7 separate regions of the Mus musculus genome follow, and all the other regions are linked to region 2. A link is a contact called in public HiCAR-type and promoter capture Hi-C data. All regions are on one chromosome and are shown on one strand. The core of a region is the stretch at or near the end of the contact, and the rest is flanking DNA. Distances in the headings are between cores, read along the strand shown.

What was found. Promoter capture Hi-C pulls out the DNA fragments that hold promoters and counts their contacts. HiCAR-type assays count read pairs that join an accessible place to other places. Capture Hi-C pulls out chosen DNA fragments and counts their contacts.
Region 1: a contact with region 2 is called in a promoter capture Hi-C map of pre-B cells. The contact joins the promoter of Parpbp here to the promoter of Slc25a3 in region 2. A contact is called at or near these places in 1 of 39 promoter capture datasets (pre-B cells) and 1 of 115 datasets of contacts at active chromatin or transcription factors (extraembryonic endoderm stem cells).
Region 3: a promoter capture Hi-C map of pre-B cells shows a contact between it and region 2. The contact joins the promoter of Fgd6 here to the promoter of Slc25a3 in region 2. A contact is called at or near these places in 4 of 39 promoter capture datasets (embryonic stem cells, hippocampal neurons, liver and 1 more), 2 of 115 datasets of contacts at active chromatin or transcription factors (astrocytes and thymic regulatory T cells) and 2 of 9 other capture datasets (adipose tissue and liver).
Region 4: a contact with region 2 is called in a promoter capture Hi-C map of pre-B cells. The contact joins the promoter of Gnptab here to the promoter of Slc25a3 in region 2. A contact is called at or near these places in 1 of 39 promoter capture datasets (pre-B cells) and 1 of 115 datasets of contacts at active chromatin or transcription factors (astrocytes).
Region 5: a contact with region 2 is called in a promoter capture Hi-C map of liver, with 3 times the contacts expected there. The contact joins the promoter of Washc3 here to the promoter of Slc25a3 in region 2. A contact is called at or near these places in 2 of 39 promoter capture datasets (liver and pre-B cells) and 1 of 9 other capture datasets (liver).
Region 6: a contact with region 2 is called in a HiCAR-type map of astrocytes, with 4 times the contacts expected there. The contact joins the promoter of Metap2 here to the promoter of Slc25a3 in region 2. A contact is called at or near these places in 7 of 39 promoter capture datasets (the C10 cell line, cranial neural crest, hippocampal neurons and 3 more) and 1 of 115 datasets of contacts at active chromatin or transcription factors (astrocytes).
Region 7: a promoter capture Hi-C map of stem cell-derived epiblast-like cells shows a contact between it and region 2, with 5 times the contacts expected there. The contact joins the promoter of Ntn4 here to the promoter of Slc25a3 in region 2. A contact is called at or near these places in 3 of 39 promoter capture datasets (hippocampal neurons, pre-B cells and stem cell-derived epiblast-like cells).

What each region holds. Positions count from the first base shown.
Region 1 is chr10:88,145,609-88,148,308 of GRCm38.p6, reverse strand. It overlaps Parpbp (PARP1 binding protein), which reads left to right and starts at 1,368. Exons shown (of 11, transcript NM_029249.2): 1 at 1,368-1,813. Nup37 (nucleoporin 37) reads right to left here and starts at 1,317. Exons shown (of 10, transcript NM_027191.2): 1 at 1,237-1,317; 2 at 1-147. The coding sequence starts at 85.
Region 2 is chr10:91,122,635-91,125,451 of GRCm38.p6, reverse strand. It overlaps Slc25a3 (solute carrier family 25 (mitochondrial carrier, phosphate carrier), member 3), which reads left to right and starts at 1,485. Exons shown (of 8, transcript NM_133668.4): 1 at 1,485-1,536; 2 at 1,746-1,894. The coding sequence starts at 1,750.
Region 3 is chr10:94,034,585-94,037,284 of GRCm38.p6, reverse strand. Fgd6 (FYVE, RhoGEF and PH domain containing 6) reads right to left here and starts at 1,284. Exons shown (of 21, transcript NM_053072.3): 1 at 975-1,284. The coding sequence starts at 990. It overlaps Vezt (vezatin, adherens junctions transmembrane protein), which reads left to right and starts at 1,486. Exons shown (of 12, transcript NM_172538.5): 1 at 1,486-1,615. The coding sequence starts at 1,580.
Region 4 is chr10:88,377,966-88,380,839 of GRCm38.p6, reverse strand. Gnptab (N-acetylglucosamine-1-phosphate transferase, alpha and beta subunits) reads right to left here and starts at 1,572. Exons shown (of 21, transcript NM_001004164.3): 1 at 1,305-1,572. The coding sequence starts at 1,421. Gm40733 (predicted gene, 40733) reads left to right here and starts at 1,776. Exons shown (of 5, transcript NR_168608.1): 1 at 1,776-1,825.
Region 5 is chr10:88,199,673-88,202,573 of GRCm38.p6, reverse strand. Washc3 (WASH complex subunit 3) reads right to left here and starts at 1,477. Exons shown (of 7, transcript NM_026070.3): 1 at 1,282-1,477; 2 at 664-762. The coding sequence starts at 1,332.
Region 6 is chr10:93,889,696-93,892,544 of GRCm38.p6, reverse strand. It overlaps Metap2 (methionine aminopeptidase 2), which reads left to right and starts at 1,343. Exons shown (of 12, transcript NM_019648.3): 1 at 1,343-1,448; 2 at 2,271-2,849.
Region 7 is chr10:93,639,617-93,642,316 of GRCm38.p6, reverse strand. It overlaps Ntn4 (netrin 4), which reads right to left and starts at 1,268. Exons shown (of 10, transcript NM_021320.3): 1 at 809-1,268. The coding sequence starts at 863.

The DNA.
Region 1 (2,700 bases), core at 119-2,618, 3.0 Mb after region 2:
TCTCAAAGGGATTAAATTCTACCACGTGCACATAATCTTCGCAATCCACGGTGTACGCAGCATTTCTTGTAGCATCTTGCTTCATCTTGTATCCCAAAGCTGGAGCAGTTGTAAGAATCAAATAGTTGTTTATTGCCTGTCAGGAAACTGTGGATCACAAACAAAATTTACAAAGTGTTTGTCATTCAACAGAAGAATCATAATGGGGCTTGGTATAGCAATGTCAGAGCCAGCTCAAAAGAGAAGTCTGCTTATATTAACACACACATGAATAAATTTAATACAAATAGAGTCCTAAGATTATTAAGCAATAGAGATGCAGCACTATTTGTAGTTGGAAAGTTGTACTGACACTGTCATATGCAAGAGTACCATAAACGCCGGTACTACCAATAGTCCCTTCTTTGCCTATGAAGAAATTTGCCAAGTTCGTCAACAGGTTGAGGATTTAAAAGATTTAGCATGTGTTGGGCCTACATGCTAGAGAAAACACAAATACACACACCTGCCTATCTCAGGACTATGCTACATTATTTGTTCGAATTATATGACCTTTAACATTCTAATTTGACAGACCACCTGAACTATCAAGGGTCCGATGAACTGGAAAGTCCCACCCCTGCCTAAAGACACATGGAGTCCAAGAGCCTTGAAGGATAATATCAGGTAGCAATAGTTATAACCAACCATTACCCATGCAATAAAATAAGGAGATTAAAAAATACAGGCTCTGGAGTAATGTGTGATACTAACGTTATTAACACCTGTCACAATCCTCAACTAATTTGTCTCGAGACAGGTAGTGTGTACTGTAGAAATAGCATTCTCACGTGCAAATTAATTTTTACTTTGTTGTTAATGAAAAGGAGGCACCCTAGGCTAAGAAAGAACACGTAAAATCCTGAGTTATCTGCTGAGTTTTTTCAGATTAAGTCCCATCTCAGAGAGACTGGACACATGTTACGCGGGACCGGCAGGTGAGAAGACCATAGAGCAGAGAGGTATAAGGCATGCAGGGGACTTGAGGTCCGGATTTGATGGCAACCCCTGACCTCCAGGTCTTTAAAGCCCTGGGTCAATATTCCCAGGGTCCCTGGAGTTGTGTCCCCCACGCGTCGCCCGAGAAAACCCACTCCCACCTCGCGAGGTCACAAGGAAGAGCTCTGGAGAACAGGGAAGCGCCCCTGGGGAAGCAGCACAAGCTGGCGATCCCCGGTCACCGCACTCGATACGCACCTAAAGCAGGGGAGGCGACCTGGGCAAGGCTCTCCCGACCATAGGTGGCCAGGGCGTGCGCCCGCTCTGCTTCCGGGTCGGAGGGCGAGCGCGGCGATTGGTTCCCAGGTCGTGCCGCGAGATTTGAAAGGGACGCCGAGGCGATTCAAACCTCTGCCTTCCGGCGTCCTGGCTGCGCTGCTCCTCCCTCCGCTTGCACCCAGCCTGGGTCACTGGACGAGGTGGGTCTGGTCTCTTCTGTGCCCCCGGGTCGCAGTTCCAGTGGGCATTCGGGCTGCTGCTCTGCGAACGCATCTCGGTGACAGCGACGTGCCAGCCAGTGGCGTTGTCTGCGCAGTGGCTTCGCCCCGACTTCACGGTGTCCCGTGGAAAAAAAGACGCTAGGGCTTCGGCAAGACCGAAACCCATCAAAATCTTCTTTTAGTCCGTTAGATCGGGGATCTGGCACACGACGAGTGCAGGCTTCTCAGATTTTCTGTCGTTGCATCCTTCAGAGGGCCATTCCGGACCAGGCAAGAAGAATAACTGTCACCTGTCATCTTTTAATGGAGATTTGCTAAGTGCTGGCAATAAGGAGGTTGGCTATTTCCTTCACTGGTGCCTTATAATTCTGTTAAGTAGTCCCAATTATGGACGTGGAGAAATTTGTGGTAATCACGAGGTACAGCTAATGCAGGGGTGTGGTGGCAGGGATAGTTAGCTAAGTGTGGTGCTCTCTCACTTTACCTTCCAGCGACAACTACCTGTCTCAGATTTTCTGCTCCAGTGCACTTTGAATCCAGTTTAAAAGCAAGAGTTTATTCCCTCTGACACCTTCTGTTTTGTTCATATCCAGCGTCTCATCGAGTCTTCACAACAGGCTGGGAGGTAGAACAGAGGGGGCGGCATAGTCCTGATTGCTTTGTGACCATTCTTATACCTGGGCAGCCAGATCTAAAGTTAGGTAACCCTGGAAAAGCTGGAACTACAGTGGATATTGGCATGCCAGCCCAGATGCCTGTTGGTGAATAGCCAGATCTAGAACTAAACATGGTTTTACATGTTTAAATGGTTGATGGAAAAAAAAAATATTTCAGGCAAACTAATCATATCACCCATAGCTCATGCTTTTGTGTCTTCTTCAATTTTGTTTTTTAAGAGATAAATAGGAGATAACCTAGGTGCTCATCAGAGAATTGTGAGTGAGGCCTGGGGAGGTGGCTCACTGGATAAAGCGCCTGGACAGCTATGAGGACTGGAATCCAAATCCCCAGGGCTAACGGAGACACTGGTGTAGTAGTCTGCTTGCAACCCCAGTGTGCTAGAGGTGTAGACAAGTGATGCCGGGGCAAGTCAACAAGGTGGAGAGCAGTGGAGAAGACACTCAGTGTCAACCTTGGGCCTCCATACACATGTGCTTACATAAAGGCGAACATATACACACAGCAGACTTGTAAAAAGAGACACAGAGAAGACTGGAAGTAG
Region 2 (2,817 bases), core at 236-2,735:
GAGGTTTGTGGCATTGCTGGAAGCATTATGTACCTGGGGGCCTACTGGCATGTCTGCTGTTTGCTGTCATGCCTCCCCACCATGATGGACTCTTATCCCTCTGGAGGTGTAAGCCAAAATGATGTTTTATCATAGCAGCAGAAATATGGCTAATTTAAACCTCTTCAGTTTTTTATGAAAAATGTTTTATAAATTTCATCTTTAAAGGTTTTTTAAAAAATGGTGGTGGTGGTGGTGGTGGTGGTGGTGGTGGTCTGTGTGTGTGTGTGTGTGTGTGCATGAGTGCAGGTGCCTATAGAGGCCAGAAGATGGTGTCAGATCCCCTGGAGCTAGAATCAAGGTGGGTACTAGGAATCAAGTACCAGACCTCTGAAAGATGTTTTGTAAACATTTTTTTTTTTTTTACATCTTCTTGATGTTTCATAAACTCTAAAAGTATTTCTTCTATCCAGGACCAATTACATAATTTGAAGGACCTAGGGCAAAATGAATGAAAATGTCTTTTGTTTGTAAATGTTAAGAATTTTTAAAGGACACAGCAGAGCACTGACTGCAGAGGTAGACTTAGTATAACTACAATAGTCAATACAGGAGCCAGCTCTAGTGGTGTCTTGGGTTAGATAAAAAGGCTTAATAAAGATGAGATAAACGTCCCAGGAAAATGTTAAACGCAAGAATTACAACAGGTTTGATTGCTTCTAAACTCTCCCTCGTGGAACTTGGCCCCCGCTTGTTGACATCAGAGTGATGATGATCTTGTAAATGTCTGAAGTACACACAGTCCTGTCTTACACGCACACAGTTCATCGGTTACTTTCATGTCAGCGCATGCCTGTGCCTCCAGGAACGAAGCCTTGACTGACTGTTCTCAGGGGCCATGGACATTCTGTGAGGCAGAAGCAGTTTTATGTATTGTATGAGTTCTTCCTGTATATCCTTTCCACCAGAACTTGGTGGAAAATTTAGACATGCCTATGTCAAAAGTCAGTGTGATGGAATTTTTTTCTGAAAAGTCCGATGATGGCAGGAATTCCGATCAAAGATCTTGTAGTGATATCCTAGCTTCCATACCTGAATAACGTATCACTTAAGCATTCATGTCTTTAAAAGTTTATGCCCGCAATCACTTAAAGACATGTAAAAATTCCTGGCGCCAAGGAGAAAACACCGGAAGGTGAAGGGACAGAGTGAGTAGGTCACCTGCCCGTCCAAGGCCAAGACTACACTTTAAAAAAAAAAGGGGAGTGGGGGAGGAGGGCGCTTTGGATCTGCGCCTGCGCAGTAGGAATCCTCCTGCGCACTAGCAGGGCCGGAAGGGCTGGGGTTGGACGTGGGCGGGGATAGGGTTGCTAGGAGGACGCGATGACGTCCAGGTTCTGCGCTCCTCTCCGCAAATGAGAGGCGCGTGGCGCAGTGACGCTCTGCGTGCGTCACGGTGACGCCGCGCGAAGGGCACGGATCTTCGGGCCGGGAGGACATTCGGCCTCTGTGAGCCGCAACCTTGCCCAGCGAGCGGTTGGGTGTTCGCCATCTTAGGCAAGTGAGCGCGACCGGGCCTCGCCGCGGCGCGGAGCCTTGAGTCCCTTGTGGCCGCCGCCTTGGCCGTGGGCCCGGCCGGGCTTGGCGTCCCTGGGGAAGAAGCTGTGACCTCCTCAAGGGCGCAGAGCCGGGCATGTCTCGCGGGGCTCCGGTGACATTGCCCGGCGCCGGGTCTCTCTCACCTCCGCCCTCTGTCTCCCCCGCAGGAGGATGTTCTCGTCCGTAGCGCACCTGGCGCGGGCGAACCCCTTCAACGCGCCACACCTGCAGCTGGTGCACGATGGCCTGTCGGGTCCCCGCAGTCCCCCAGCTCCGCCCCGGCGTTCCCGCCACCTGGCCGCCGCCGCCGTGGAAGGTGAGGTCGCACCCTGCCCTGTGGGAGCGCTGGTTACATGCTGCCCCCCTGCTCTGCCTCCCGAGTCCTGGGCAGGAACTGGAGGTCGGGGAAGGACGCTTCAGCCCTGGACCCGAGGACCGGTCTCTCGCTGACCCTGGGATGGCAACTCTGACACCCTAGGCCGCTGTCGGATCCTTGGCCCTCCCTCAAGGGCGTGGAAGGGCCCAGGCCCAGCGCCACTCAGTGACCTCCGTGTCCCGAAGGGAGTAGAGGCAGAGAGGTGGTAACCAACTTCTTTATCTTCCCCCGTGAGCCCGCTTGGTCAGCCAAGTATACTGGGTAAAATCTCTTTTTAACCACTAGCCAGACACAGTTGCAACTCCATAACGTTTATTTGACTTGCCTTTTTAAAAATTACCTGGAAAACTCTCCTTTGATCTCCTTTCCCAAGTTTTATCTTTTCATTTAATTGTATATGAGGTAATGGGGTTGGGAATCTCTTCCTTTTGTGCTACTGGTTGGTGAAGGAGGTGACTTGCAGATTATATGAGGTGTGCATTCCTTTGAGTTTATGTTTTTGGGATTTGAGCTGGGTGACTCAATAACTGTATGTTTTAAATCCTAGTGGAACATAAGTACAAGAGAAACCCGAAAGCTGAATTATAGGCCTCAAGAGAAACGTTACCTACATTGTGTGTGTAAAACAGAAGTCCCCACCCACACCCCAGTCATTCATGTGCTTCATGCGTCTTAAACGTGATTAGAAAACTCCTTTTCACTATCTCCTATCGTTTTCCTCTGATTTCAAAAGCTAAAGCAAATCTTTGTATGTTTTTGACTGCAGGAACTAGGTATGACTTACTTAGTTCATAAGTGAGTAGTTGGTTAATAGCTGGAGCAAACGTTAAAGTTAGCAAGCTTTGCACATGTTAAGTGCTCTT
Region 3 (2,700 bases), core at 35-2,534, 2.9 Mb before region 2:
CGCCAAAAAAAGCAAAGAAAATTTAATCTGATACTTAAGTGCTAATTCTAGACCTAACTGAAGTGAAACTTACGCTCTTTTACTACAAAATCTCTCATCAAAGTTTCTTCTGATGTGGATAAAGATGCCTTTAATATATCCCATACCTTATTAAATTCTGGCTTTGAAAATGTGCTGTGTTCTTATAAAGAGACTGTCCCTTGGACACAAATTTGGAAGATTAGAAACTGTTCCTTAAAAAGGTCACAACACAATGAGCCAAAGTGCTTAAATTCACACAAAGGTAAGGAGAGGCTTTGTCATTTGGGTGAGTGGAAAGGAGGCAGACTGAAAATAGGGCTTTGTTTACACAGTCCAGGTACGAGGGGGGTGGGGGGGGGAGGAAGAAAGGAAGGAAGGAAGGAAGGAAGGAAGGAAGGAAGGAAGGAAGGAAGGAAGGAAGGAAGGAAGGAAGGAAAAGGTGAAGATGAGCAAAAAACAGGGAGGGGTAGGTGCAGGGGAGGGGGCAACTCGGTTTTGTTTTATTTTACCAACTAATAGTCCATACTCACTCAGGTAATAGGGCTCAAAACACCAGGGTGCAAACAGCTCTATCCAACCCTCCTTACAAGCGCGAAGAGTTTCAGTCAATAAATACTAGGTTTTCAAGCAACGCGGGCTAGTGGCGGAGTTTCTTCAACTCGCTGGAAAACTGTCCTAGCTTAGAATAACTGACTCCTCCACACCGGACTCCACGCTTCCCACACCGCGCACAGGCAGCGACAGCGCCTAAGTCACGGAACCCGAGCAAGCTCCGCGACGCCGTCCCATCACCTGGGCTCAGGGGTGGGGGACGCATCCCGGGGACCCCACAGCGGGCGCGGGCGACCGGCGCCAGTCCCGCACCGCCCACCCGCGGGGAACGCAGCGGGAGCCGGAGCCCGCCGGCGCCCGCCGCGACTACTCCCCAGCCCGGCGCGAGCGCAGCCACTTACCCGCGGCAGAAGTCATGACTGCCCCGCGCGGCTCACGCCCTCAGTCCATGGCTCCCGTTCAGTCCACACTCCCCAGAGTTTGAGCAGAAGACAAAAGTCCCCGCAGCGCCCACATTCCGTCCCGCACCGCCTGAGCGCCTCACAAAGGACGGACGCCGGCTCCCGCGACCCTCCGGCGGACCCGGGCGCTAGCGGCCAGCGACAGGGGGACGTGCACGAGCGCCGCTCCGCCGCGCTCCGGGACGATCGCCAGGCGCGCGCACGAGAGGAGATCGCAGCGGCTTCGCGGACGCGCGCCCCACCTCAACTTGAGAGAAAAATCCGCGCTCCAGGCGCCCCCTAGTAGTCAGGGGATGTAAAAGGCAGACAAAAGCCATAGCTCTCTCCAATAGGAGCTCTGGAACGCCCGCCCGCTCCCGCCCCTCCAGCCTACACGCTCACCCTCTTCTCCAATAAGCAGGTCGGAAAGGGGCGTGGGTCGCGATGCATGCCGGGAGTTGTAGTTTTCAGTGCCCCCGAGGTGGGCAGGAGCCGAAGCCTGGGTGCTGCCCGCCCTCCTGCCTTCATTTCCCATCGTGCTGAGGCGGGTGGTATGGCGGAGAAGGATGACACCGGAGTTTGACGAAGAGGTGGTTTTTGAGGTGAGGAGAAAATGGCGGGGAGTGTGGACCGTCTTTGTTTCCGAAGGACTAAAGGAAGAGCGAGAAGGCAAAGCGATTCAGAGGGGAGGGATAGGGTGACGGGCGCCTGCGGGCCTGGGTCCCCAATCCTCCGCTGTTTCGGGGCCTACTTGCTGCAGCCGCCTGACAGGTATAGCTCAGGGGATCCTGGCGTGGTTGGCCTCTGCCCCGAGCTCGCCCAGAATTCCCAGACCCGGCGCAATTGACCGGCCCTGGGCGGGAGCCTTGATCGGTTCTTACCCTATGGCTGCACCGCCCTGGACTGCGCCTCGTTGGGGCGGGGCCGAAACGTGCTGGATATTCTGTCTACTACTTAACCTCCTTCCCTTTTTATCTTTGATTTTTGCGGGCCTGTTAATCCATAAGTGCCTCCGGTCATCATCATCATCATAATCATCATCATCAAGGTGTGGCCTCTGGAATGCAGGCAGGCAGCAGGTGCCTTTCTATGTGGGGTTTAAGGTCTGTTAAGTGAGACCTGTGGCCAATGGTGTGAGCTCTGGCGTCTCAGCACCTAGGTTCCATTCTTTTGTCCTTGCTGTTGCGCTAAGTGTAGCCAGTTCTGAATGGAAGCTCTGGTCTGGATGTGAATGCTTTTGTGTTGGACTATTTTAAGATGTCTCTGCCATCTTGAATTTAAAAAATAAAGCCTAGTTAATGGCTTTAGTGCCATTTTTACCCCATCAGACAGGTCAATACCCACACCCTGGAACGTGTATGTGTATGTATTGAATATGTATGCCATACTTTCCCTCAGCCAACTAGATTTCAGGGAATTCATACAAGAGAAAGAGAAGAAATCCCCCGTGGTGTATAATGGGAGGGTGAGGTACGGTACAGAATGTGAAGTATTGAGATATCTAAAAACTGCCCGTGGAAGCATAATTTGGAACCCATTGTCCACTCATAGCACTTTAAAAAGCTACACACAGCAAGTGATACCCTAGGTAAATCTTCAGCTCTGAATGAAATTAGGAAGATTGATGGGAGAAAATGTACTCCAGGAAAAGGGTTTTATGTATGCCAAAGATCGGGGTGGGGTGACA
Region 4 (2,874 bases), core at 323-2,822, 2.7 Mb after region 2:
AAAGTGACACCAGTTTCTCCACCGAGCTTACAGTCCGGTGTAGGTGCTGAGCGCACACATACGTATTGTGCCGTTTTATAAGAGCATTCTGTTAATTATAAAACCCTTTTAACCTCTTACTAAAATATAAGCAAATAAATAAAACAGGGAGACCATTCCAAACTCTTTGAAAGCGCATGTTTTCTTCCTGTCTCCAGGGGCAGTGTTCTGTTGAATGGCACACTTGTGCCCATTCATTTCTGACCTGCTCATACCCCTTTGCACACTTAAGATGGCGAAGACTGTACTAGACTACCCAAGAATCAAATAACTGAAATTTAAACTGAAGAGTAATGGCAGTCCCCAGAACGTTCAAGGTATGTCTCCAAAGGAGCATAAAATTCATTTAACCTGGCTGCTCACACCTCCCAAACCGGTTGTCTGTGCTCTTTGAAGAGTTTACAGTCTAATCAAACTGCTTCACTGCACATCAATTAAACGCAGTTCTCAGTCCAAGAAGGACCAGCGACTTGATCTAAAAAGTATTAGCATAGCCCATGACGCAAGGGTGGGTCTGTGCTGGCTCTCAAGAGGTCCGGGGCTGGAGTCCAAGATCCGCAGGCAGTCCTAGTCACCTGACAAGGGCCCTACTCTGAGATAAGCACTTGGTGCTTCCCATCAGCGTGTGCATTCTCACTAGTAAGGCCTCCAACCCGCTGGCATGCAGCTGTACAAAACAGCAGAGCCATTATGAAAAAGGAAAAAAGTTAATTTAAAAAAATCTCCCTTTCACTCTGCAAAATTCACATGCAAAACGGCGCAAAATTCACATGCAAAACGGCGCAAAATTCACATGCAAAGCCGCGCATGCCTCTAAGACAAAGTCTGCGATCCAGAAGAAACAGAAGATAAGGTGTTTTGTCAACGGTGAAGGACTAGTAGGGTGGCACCGCAGGACTGGATCCTACGGAGAGCCAGGGAATGAAGGATCACTACAGAAAAATACAAACCCTAGGAGAGAGTTTCACCAGCGCAAGGCCTTAGAGCCAAAATCAAATGGCCAGAGGACTCTTGGGGACACCCTGCAGAAGGAAGGGGATCCATGCGCACGCTGAAGCACGCGAGGCCCGGACGTCCAGTCCAGCTGCTGCAGGCGAGCCGGGGAGAGGATGCACGCTCAGCGCCTGGGACTAGTGGGCCGTGTGCTGGTCCCCAGGCTGCAGGGAAGATGGGGAGGCAGAAGGGAGATTCGGGGTGCCGGCACCGCGGGGCTCAATCGGGGAATGCTGCGCACGCGGCTCCGGGGCTCGGGCTCCGCTACTCACCTCTCCGAACTGGAAAGCCGAGACGATGGTGACAACGACGCCCACGAAGCAGACGTAGAGCCCATACCTGTGGGATAGGCAGGTATAGGTCTGTCTCTGCAGGAGCTTAAGCAGCATCACCCCGGCCCCGCCACCCCACGCCAGGAGGAGCCCGCGCCGCGCCACCGCCTCAGCGAGCCGCCATTCAGGGGCCCCCGGACGCGCCGCCGCGCTTAGCTCACAGCCCCCGGCTGCCGCACATTGTCGCTCCGGCGACCGACGGCCCGCTGGGCTCCACGCCGCGGCCGCCGCTTCCGGGAGCCCGGAGCCCACGCCCTCGGCGCGGCGGAGGCGGACCCAGGGCCCGCAAGGCGCCCGGCGCCACCCGGGGTTGGCCTCGGAGAGGCGGCGGCGAGTCGCCAGCGCCACCTAGAGGGCGGAGGGGCAAGGGCAGGCGCGCGCCCTCCCATCTGCGCGTGCGCCGTGGGCCCTGCCCTTTGGGCCCTCTGCCTTCTGCACGGTGGGACCCACCCAACCAACAGGTAAGCGACCCGGGCTGTCCCCTGCAGTGTGCCAATGGGCAATCCTGATGAACCAAAAAAACACAGCTCCTGCCTCAAGTTTATCTTCGAAAGAAAATTTGAAAGATCGTGGCTAGGGAATGCATATTCGGCTTGTCCCAAATGACATAATCTACTCTAGACGTTCGTACACGAGGTTTAATTGGTTTTGGAAAAACAAAAGTCACTAATCGGGCATTTATCAAAAAAAATTTTTTGAGGTCACAGGTAGGCTGATTGTGGCAAAGCAGGGAAAACTAACGGATTTAGTTACTATCTGAAGCCTTAGCTTTTGATAGGTAATCAATCTGCTTATAAGTTTGTGTATGCAGGGGAACTCGCACGCGTGCGCGTGTGTGTGAGTGCGTGTGCGTGTGCGTGTGTGTGTGTGTGTGTGTGTGTGTGTGTGTGTGTGAGTGTATGGTGAGGGTCACTTGTTTCTGTCCTTCCATGCTGCGGGTTCAAGGAACTGAAGTCAGGCTTGGCATCACCTTAACCTGCTGAGCCATTTCAGAAACCCTTTCAAATACAACTGGGTAGTATAGCTATTGAATTGGCATTGTTAATTATAAAAAATTTTAAAAAGGAACTGGAGTGTTATAGAGAACTAACTAAGTTTTCGGGTCAAATTCACTTGGAGAATTGTTTGGGCCTACCTGGGTCTTTTTGTGTGGGGGTGGGGTGGGAGTGGGGAATTACCCTCATTACACGGCATACTCTCAAATGCAGTGTCTACCACAGTGCATACCTGTTGAGCACTTGGGACGTTGAGGCAAGAAGGTTATGAGTTCAAAGCCAACCTGGTCTTGGTAGTGAGACCTTGTCAATAAACAAAAGAAAATTAAAATGAAACCCCTCACTTTCCTACTTTGTTTCATTCGTCTAGTCCTCAACTTATCCTCTTTCTTCTGAAGCTTTCGTTGGTTTTGTTGGTTGGTTTGGGAATTATTAGGTTTTGTTTTGCTTGGTGGGGGGAGGGTGGGAAGGGGAGGGGACAGGAGTGGGGGAAGCTGGGACAGAACGGTGTGGAG
Region 5 (2,901 bases), core at 228-2,727, 2.9 Mb after region 2:
GACAATATAAGAAAACAGGATATTAAATCGATCCGGCTGTGACTTGTCTATAGGTTTCTAATTTGTTATTTCCTTTCTTAAATTCAGTTTCAATATATATTCCCCATTTTCCTCTAAAATAAACAAAAAACAAAACTTTTTGCAAGCTCAGGAGAGGTTCCTGGACCTGGCACCTAATTCTTATCTATGTACTTAATTATCACTTCATGATGTATCCAGTTATTTGCAGAAAAGTATTTTTTGAAACATGTATCTCTAGGCTGCCTCCATGAATCCTTTTTGGCACAAAGGATGGAAAGCAATTCGATATAAACTCGAACATACATTTAAAATGTAATCTCTAGAATAGGAAGATGAAACAAAACCTTTCAAATAAAAAAAAAATTCCACTGTGAAATTCTGGAATTCCCTTTGTTATAATTACAACAAACTTGGCTGAGCTATCTCATGGAAGCTTCTAGAATACTAATTCAGTTGAGACAGCGCACAGGACTTATGGGGACAGAATCAGAGATGCTAAGGCCTTAAGACATTTGAATTTCATGGCAAAGTGAACACACGAAGGCTGTAATTCTTGTTTGACTTCATTTGACTACATTTGTCACCACGAAAGACGGAAGGCGACTTCTCGGCCGCTCCATGAAGTAGTAGCCCGGGACCTACCTCCTCACAAACTGCGGAAAACCGGTTGAGAAACTGCACAGTGTGCACCACAAACTGGTTTAGAAAGGCCACGGTTCTTTTCTGTTGAATAGCTGGCACCTGTGTCATGTAAAAAAGCAAACACGATTCTTACAGGAGAAACACACTCTCTGCAATCCTTTGGATATCTGGATTTCATAGAGGGGGATGGATGGTCTTTGCCCTGGGACATGTGGTTCACGAAGGGCTAAGAAGAGTCGCTGATTTGTTTTTCTGAATCTTGTGTGAGTCAAACACACACACACACACACACACACACACACACACACACACACACACACGAGCAGCTAGAGAGTCGAATAAGAGGTGAAGTGTCAGAGGTGGTACTATCTCCAGACTGTCAACCTCGGGCGTAGAGACACGTGATGTGGGGAGCAAAGGCTGCGTGGCACACCAATTCTTTTCTTAGCCCAGGAGGGACCCCTTTCAAAGTGGACTGCAGGGCTCCCCCCATTGCCCAGAGTAGGAAAACAGGGGCCCGGATTGGGCCTGGAGAGGTGGCGTCTCCCTGGGAACCAGGGCCCCTTGGCCAAGCCTCCTTCCCTGTTTGTCGGACGCTCAAGTCGGTCTTTTACAAACCTTGGTCAGGTCTATGCCTGACCCCATGAGAGGAAGCCCATCCTCATCCATCTCCTCAGCGGATGGGGACCCCGGGGCTCAGGCACAAGCTCCTCCCAGCCCAGTAGAGAGCCCAGACTCCTTTCCCAAGTTCCTGCCTTCGGGGCCTTTCCGGAAGAAAGCGCGAGTGTTCACCATTCAATGGGTGGCTTCAGAGAGGCCGCCCCGCCCCCTCGCTCTCGCTCAGCATTCTGGGATTGGTAGTTCATGATTCCGATTGTAAAATTGGGCCGGGGAAAAGCTGCTGATGAGCAGGTTTCACAGTTGCTGTTTTAGCTGTAAAATCTGAAAAAATCTGAAAAAGAAAAGGGGGTGGGTGGGTGGGAGTGGTGGAGTGAGGGAAAGAGACGGAGAGAGAAATAGAGAAAGAGAAACAGAAAGAGACAGATTCAGACAGACAGAAACAGGGAGACAGACGCAGGGTTGGGATGAGGTCAGACTGGGAAAGTTAGAAGCTGAGCTGTATCCGTTTTGAGATTTTAATTGCTTAGTCCTGTTACAAAACAAACAAACAAAAAAAAGATCCATAATTCACTGAAGAGCACTTCTCTTTTTGTGTAATCCTACTAAGTGCCAGATACTCTGTTAGCCCTTGTGAAGTCTAGAGAAGTCTGTCAGAACTTGTCTTCAGCCCTGGCAAGCCTCATGCACTGGAGATCCGTTTCTAAGGGTGTTTGTTTGTTTGTTTTGACATAACATAATTTCAAGCAACAACTGAGACACACAGCTGTGAAAGTGACTGCACTTACGTCATGTAAACGATCTTACACCTACAGTATGAAGATTTTGGTTCAGAGTTTGGCTGCACATTTTACCAGCGATGTGAGTTAGGGCAGGTCACCTAAGCAAAAGTAAACCTTTTTATTGTACCAAAACAAGTACTGAAGAAGTGACAGGATCTCCTCTGCTACACTAGTCAAAGGGAGGACATGCAGAATTTTGATGTGCAAAAGTTAGATGGACGTGCAAACAAACTCCTGTGAAAGTTGTGGCATTGCAAATTAGCATGTACAAACACTTGTAGATCCACGAGTACATGCACACCACATGCAAAGTGTGCGGTTCTGTGGATAATAGGAGCTTCTAAGTTGTACAAGAAGAGGAAGCCGACTTTAGTATCTACTTAACATTAAGAGCAGTTAAGATGACAATCTGGAATAAACCTTTGTCCAAACAAAGGTACAGAGACATGAGGGCATATGGCGTTTAAGGCAAAGGAAAGATTGTTTGGTGGTGTAAGTAGAAATGCCCAGAAGTGGAGAATAATGAAACAAGGCAGAAGTAGACACAAAAGCTGACGAAGGGCCTTTTATGGCAGAAGAAGAGTCATGTTTTTCTGAATGGGATTCGTGAGCTTCTGTTTGGGAGTGCTTCTTAAAACGCCCACTCCAGGGCCGGGCGTGGTGGCGCACGCCTTTAATCCCAGCACTTGGGAGGCAGAGACAGGTGGATTTCTGAGTTCGAGGCCAGGCTGGTCTACAAAGTGAATTCCAGGACAGCCAGGGCTATACAGAGAAACCCTGTCTCAAAAAACAAAAAAACAAAAAAAAAACAAAAACAAAAAAACAAACAAACAAACAA
Region 6 (2,849 bases), core at 94-2,593, 2.8 Mb before region 2:
GGAAAGAGAAGAAAAGAAAAGAAAAGAGCCCACACTCACAGACATACCTACTCCAACAAGGCCACCCACACCTAATTGTGCCACTCCCTGGGCCAAGTGTACACAAACCATCACACTTTACCCAGCTTCCTTTCTTATACCACCAACCAGAAACACCTGGTTAAGGGATAGAATTGCCTACAGTGGGTTGGGCCCTTCCACATTAATCATTTAATCAAGACAATGTGCCTGTAGACTTCCCTACAGGCCAATCTGATGGATGCATGCTCTCAGTTGAAGTTTCCTCTTCCTGGATGTCTCTAGCTCGTGTCTAGTTTGTAGTCTCTAGACAGAGACCATGAGGAAGGTGAAGAATTCCACTACTAAGTGTATGCTTTTACAAGAACAACTTTGTTACAAGATAAGAAGAAAGTCTATTAAGACAAAATCTGAGGGGACTATCCTGAGTTAGAAGAATTTTACTACTCTTGCAGTTGCAAAGAGAAGCTAATAACACATTGTAAAATAAAAGCTAATTTGAGATGTCATGAGATACAGTAAAGATAAAGAAAATAGTTGTTGGTGGTGGTACTTGCCTTTAATCCCAACACTTGGGAGGCAGAGGCAGGCAGATATTTGAGTTTGAGGCTATTAGTCTACAGAGAGAGTTCTAGGACAGCCAGGGCTGTCTTGAAACACTCCCACTGTCTCTCCCCTCCCCCGCCAAAAAAATATAGGAAAAATATTATAGAGGGCAAGGAAAATATGTTTAATTTCAAGAAAAGTCCTTTCCAGAACCCTAAGGAGAGGATTACAATTCCCTAGTGGAATGGGTTTGGGATTCTTCATCCTCAAAGCAGATCCTTAGTGCACTCCAATTTCTTTTTAATATCTTTTGTTAGTATCTCCTAACAAAGTTGTCCTATTAAAGCATCAGTGGCTTCCTAAGACCAGAAACCAACAGCGTCTTTTGAGACTGTGCCGTCTACCCTTTCTGTAGTAGGTTTTTTTTAAAGATTAATCTATTTATTATATGTAAGTTTAGTGTAGCTGTTTTCAGACACACCAGAAGAGGGCATCAGATCTCATTATGGATGGTTGTAAGCTATGTGTTTGCTGGGATTTGAACTCAGGACCTTCAGAAGAGCAGTCAGTGCTCCTTGACAGAATCTCCAATACCCACCCCCAAATCAAACCCCCAAACTTGCAAACACCAGTGTCCTCTTGGTTTTCTTTGTACTTTGGTCACTGAACTTTCAAGCCTTCTGCCACACTTGGGCCCAATGCTGCTAGCATCCCTATCTCTAGTAAACATTCCTCAGGATGACTGGGTATCTTTGTCTGCATGCCCTGCAGGGATCTCAACCTTTGGATGTAGGCAGTTTATCTTTGACTCCACCTCATCCACAGCCTCCTGGGCCAGAAACCTGGGTGCCATTCTTACCTTCTCCCCCGCCTCCAAGATCAAGGTCAGTTATATTCTCTTAATTATACTTCAGAAATATTTCTGTCTTCAAGCCTCTTGTCCCTGGTCCCCAGTTATAGCCTTTGCCTACACTTTCATCGGTATTGATACCAGCAGTAGCTTACTACTTCTCTATGACCTCTAGCTTCTGCCATCTTCGTTCTACCTTTAGAACAGAGACCATCAGACCTAAAGATCCCTTTTTTCAGTAAAGGTGTGCACCACCACTAGGCTTTGCTTCTGTTTTTATAGTGCTGGGGATTAATGTAGGGTCTTTAGCATTAGAACAAGTGCTCAACCGCTGAGCTACACACTCCCAGGCCCCATTTTATGTAGCTGTGGTCAGGCCTGTATAAAGTGAAACCGCTAACAAAGAGAACCTTCGAAGCTATTCTGACATCAATGAAATTTGGTACCTAGTTTAAAACTAATGAAAACACCAGAACTCTCTAGCTGGGCAAAGATCCTTACTGATGATAACTCCTTGGTTTATCCAGATAGCTACTCACCATCTACTTTGGCAATGGTCTAAAAAGAAAAGAAAATTGCAATCTGAATAAGGGACTCTGATGAAGCACTAGGGGAAAAGACATGGGCAGAATTCAAGCATACTTTGTTGAAGCATCTAAAAGTGAAGAACTGACTGAAAACTAAGAAGAGTGTGTGTTTTGGCATTATTGAGGAAGGCCTGTTCCCATTGGTCAGAACCTGCACTTGTCTCAAAATAAGAGACGCGTGAGAACGTAGTGTCCTTTTATTTTGAGACGGGGTCTCTAAATAATCCTGGAAACTCACTCTGCAGACCATATTGGCCTCGCATTTACAGAGATTCTCCCGCTTCTCTGCGGAGTGCTGGGATTAAACGGATTAACCGCCTCCAAGCGATGATCCTATCTTGAACCATCGGAGGTTTGGAGTGCAGCATACGAAACGCGGAATTCCGGCTTCCAAAATTATCCCACGCTTCTCGACAGCTTCCCCGCGAGCTGTGACAGTGAGTTTAACGCGGTCTTTGAGTCATCAAGAATGTGTGTGATAAATACATTATTTTAACCCTCTCTCATCACTGCCTGTAGGATTTTTTTTTTTAAATAGGGAACACTAAATTCCTCGTGTTAGTGGCATCTCCTGCGCACTCTGGAGCGAAGCCCCCCTGCTTTTTCCCAGGCTGGGAAGATGCGCACAGGGGGTGCAGAAGCTTAGGGTCAGAGTAAGCGCTGAGCCAGGAGAGGGGGCGGGCACTTAGACCGCGTGCTGCAGAGTCCTCCGCCGTCCCAGCATTCCCTGCGTCCGGACCATCGAGCGCGGCTTCCGGCGTCGCTGGTGGAGGTGGGTGAAGAAGGAGCGGGCCCTCGCCGCTCGTTCTCGCTCCCTCTCTCTCTCTCTCTCTCCCTCTCTCTTTCTC
Region 7 (2,700 bases), core at 19-2,518, 2.5 Mb before region 2:
AGAGGAGGCTCCCGGGGACTCAGACACAGCAAGCCTGGAACCGGTGGCCTAAAGACAGTCCAAGAGAGACAGGACCGTAGCGGGAGGGGAGAGGGGCATCTGCCCGTTGCCCGTAACCCAGTTACTGAGCCAAGGAACAGACCCGCCTCCGACCTCCTGCAGAGCTTCGGCCAGGGTACCGATTCCCCAGGGGCAGTCAGCCAGCTCCGGGCAATCACCACCTGAGTGATCACCCCCCATGGTCCCAGTTCCGAGTTCTACAGCGTTGCAGCCAACGCCCCGGGAAGAGGGCGCTCACCCTCACCCCAGGTGGCCCTACCTGGCTCTCAAGTACACAGAATGAGATCCGGGAAGGTGGCGATCTCTCTAAGTGAGAGATCGGTCTCGGCCCACGCACGCCCAGGGTCTCTGGGCCACCCCTCCTCGTCACTCCTCAGGCCATGGAGAGCCCGGGGATGGCGAGCTGGGTCCTTTGTTCCCCCTCACCAAGTGCAGAGGCAGTTTTCCCCCCCAAGCCAAACCCAGAAAGAAACATTGATCTCTCTGTATCTTCTGCAGGGCGTACCCAGGATATCTGGTTATTCAAGGACATGTGTATCTCAGTTGCAGGAGAAAAAAAAAAAATCAATAGTGTTTGAAACTGCGGAGTCGCGGGCAAAGGAGACGGAACATGGCCACTGGCTTCATCCTCAATAGCCGAGCTCTGGGCTCCCGGTCCGGGATCCCCTATATCCCCCAGCCCCCGAGCTTGGGTGGAGGGGCAGGAGCAAGGGAAGAGGGGTGGGGGCCCGGCCGCGTCACCACCCACCTGCGGCCACCGCGGAGCAGCCCCAGAGCAGCAGCAGCCGTGCGCAGCTCCCCATGGCCGGGCAGCTGCGGGAGCGGGTGGGATGAAGCGGCAGTGGTCCTCGGGAGCACCGGGGGCTCTGTGGTTCTTCCTCCTCCCGGAGCGCCAGGCTCGCTCAGTGGGCACCGTGGGCACAGAGCCGCGGGCCGGGGCCGCGCCAGGCGGCGGGGTGACCGTCGCGCACCGGCCTGGCGGGGCCCGGGCAGCTCAGCAGCGGCGGGAGCCCCGGGATCATAGCCGGCCTGGCCGCTGCCGGCTGAGCGGCCCTGAGGGCGGGTGCGCCGCTCGCCCAGGGCTCGGCGCCCGCAGCCGACGCTGAACTTTGCGAGACCTTTCACTTCCCGGCCGCCGCCGCCTCCCGGCTGTCCTCCTCCGCTTTTCCCACCTTCTGTGGCCGCCGAGGCTCGGTCCCGTCCTTCTCCATGGGCAGTTCCATGGGATGCATTTTTATTGCACCGACACCGCGGCGCTCCGGTGCCAGCCCTCCTCCTCCCCTCGCACCTCCACCCCTTCCTCCCGCCCGCCCCCCGCGCTTGACAGCCGGGCGGTGCAGACGCGCGGGTCCGGTCATTGTCGCCGCCGCCGCCGCCCAGGGGGAGGGGGTGTCTGCAGCCCCCGCTGCGCGCATCTCCCTGCCTGACCTCGCGGGTGCCCTCCAGCACCCAAGGGCCTCGCCTGGGAAACAGTCTCCCACCTTCTCCAGGAACATTCCTGAGAGCAGTTGACTCCCTCCGGATCAGGTCAGGGCATGCCAAGGGGCTTAAAAACCCGCGAAACAGGCGAGCGACTACTTTCCAAAAAATCACCCAGCAAAACAAGCCTTCCCCCCTCCCCCAACACCACTCCACAGCACCCATTCTCTGCGAGTCCCACGGTCTGGGTTAGGACCACCCCAGACCCCCAATTCTGCCTAGGGTACTGCCAGTGAACGCGCACCAAGTGCCAAGGGTCCTTTAAGTCTCTGCTACCTTTTTGGGGGGTGCAGCCCAAAGGAGTCGAAGGTGTACCCGTTTGGTGTAAAAGATGTTCTCACACGGCCTGAAAGACCAGGATCCATGATCAGGGAATCAACTGTTTAAGAACATCTATGTCTGGAGCATCGACATAAGAATGCCTGGGTCCTAGGTGCATTCACACATTCTTCATAGTATGGTGAGCAGGGGAACCATAAAGTTATGAAATATCTTATGGGGAGCAATTTAGCAGCAACCACAAGCAGCTAATTGTAGCTCAGGGCTGGTGTTTATGAAAGGAGATTAAATAGCACTTCAGCCTGGGACTTCTGTAACTTCTCTGAAAATATAGTTCTGCTTACACATGCAAAGAAATTGGCAAACGTTGAGTCGAAGGCAATTCTGTATTGCAGCATTCAGTGTGTGTCTTTGAGTATTTTCCAGAAAGTTAACTGCTTTGCAGATACCATTCAGTTATTATAAATTGTCAGAAATACAGATGGGGCCAATTAGAGCTTTGGGGGCACACGTAGATATTATTTATAATGACCGAGCTGGAGACATATAGGTTTCTATCTCTCTAAAGGAACTGAGTTGAGGTTAGCATAATCCACTGGGAGGCGTTAAAATTATTATTTTGGCCAGTACTGGAAGTGGCAGGCGACATGAGAACCGTCACCAGCTTTCGAAAACAAACTCTGAGCTTTCAAATACTGGCCACGCTGGAGCCTCCGTTGGCTCTCACAGGTGATGCTTCTGATGCAGTTGCTAAAATGCTTCTCCCAACTGTTCTTTTTATTAAATGAACGACAGGGGATCGTAACAGGCTAAGGCTCCCAGCCTAAACACTAGCCTACAGGCCAAGAAAAAGGAAGAGAAAGACAGTATTTACTATTAATC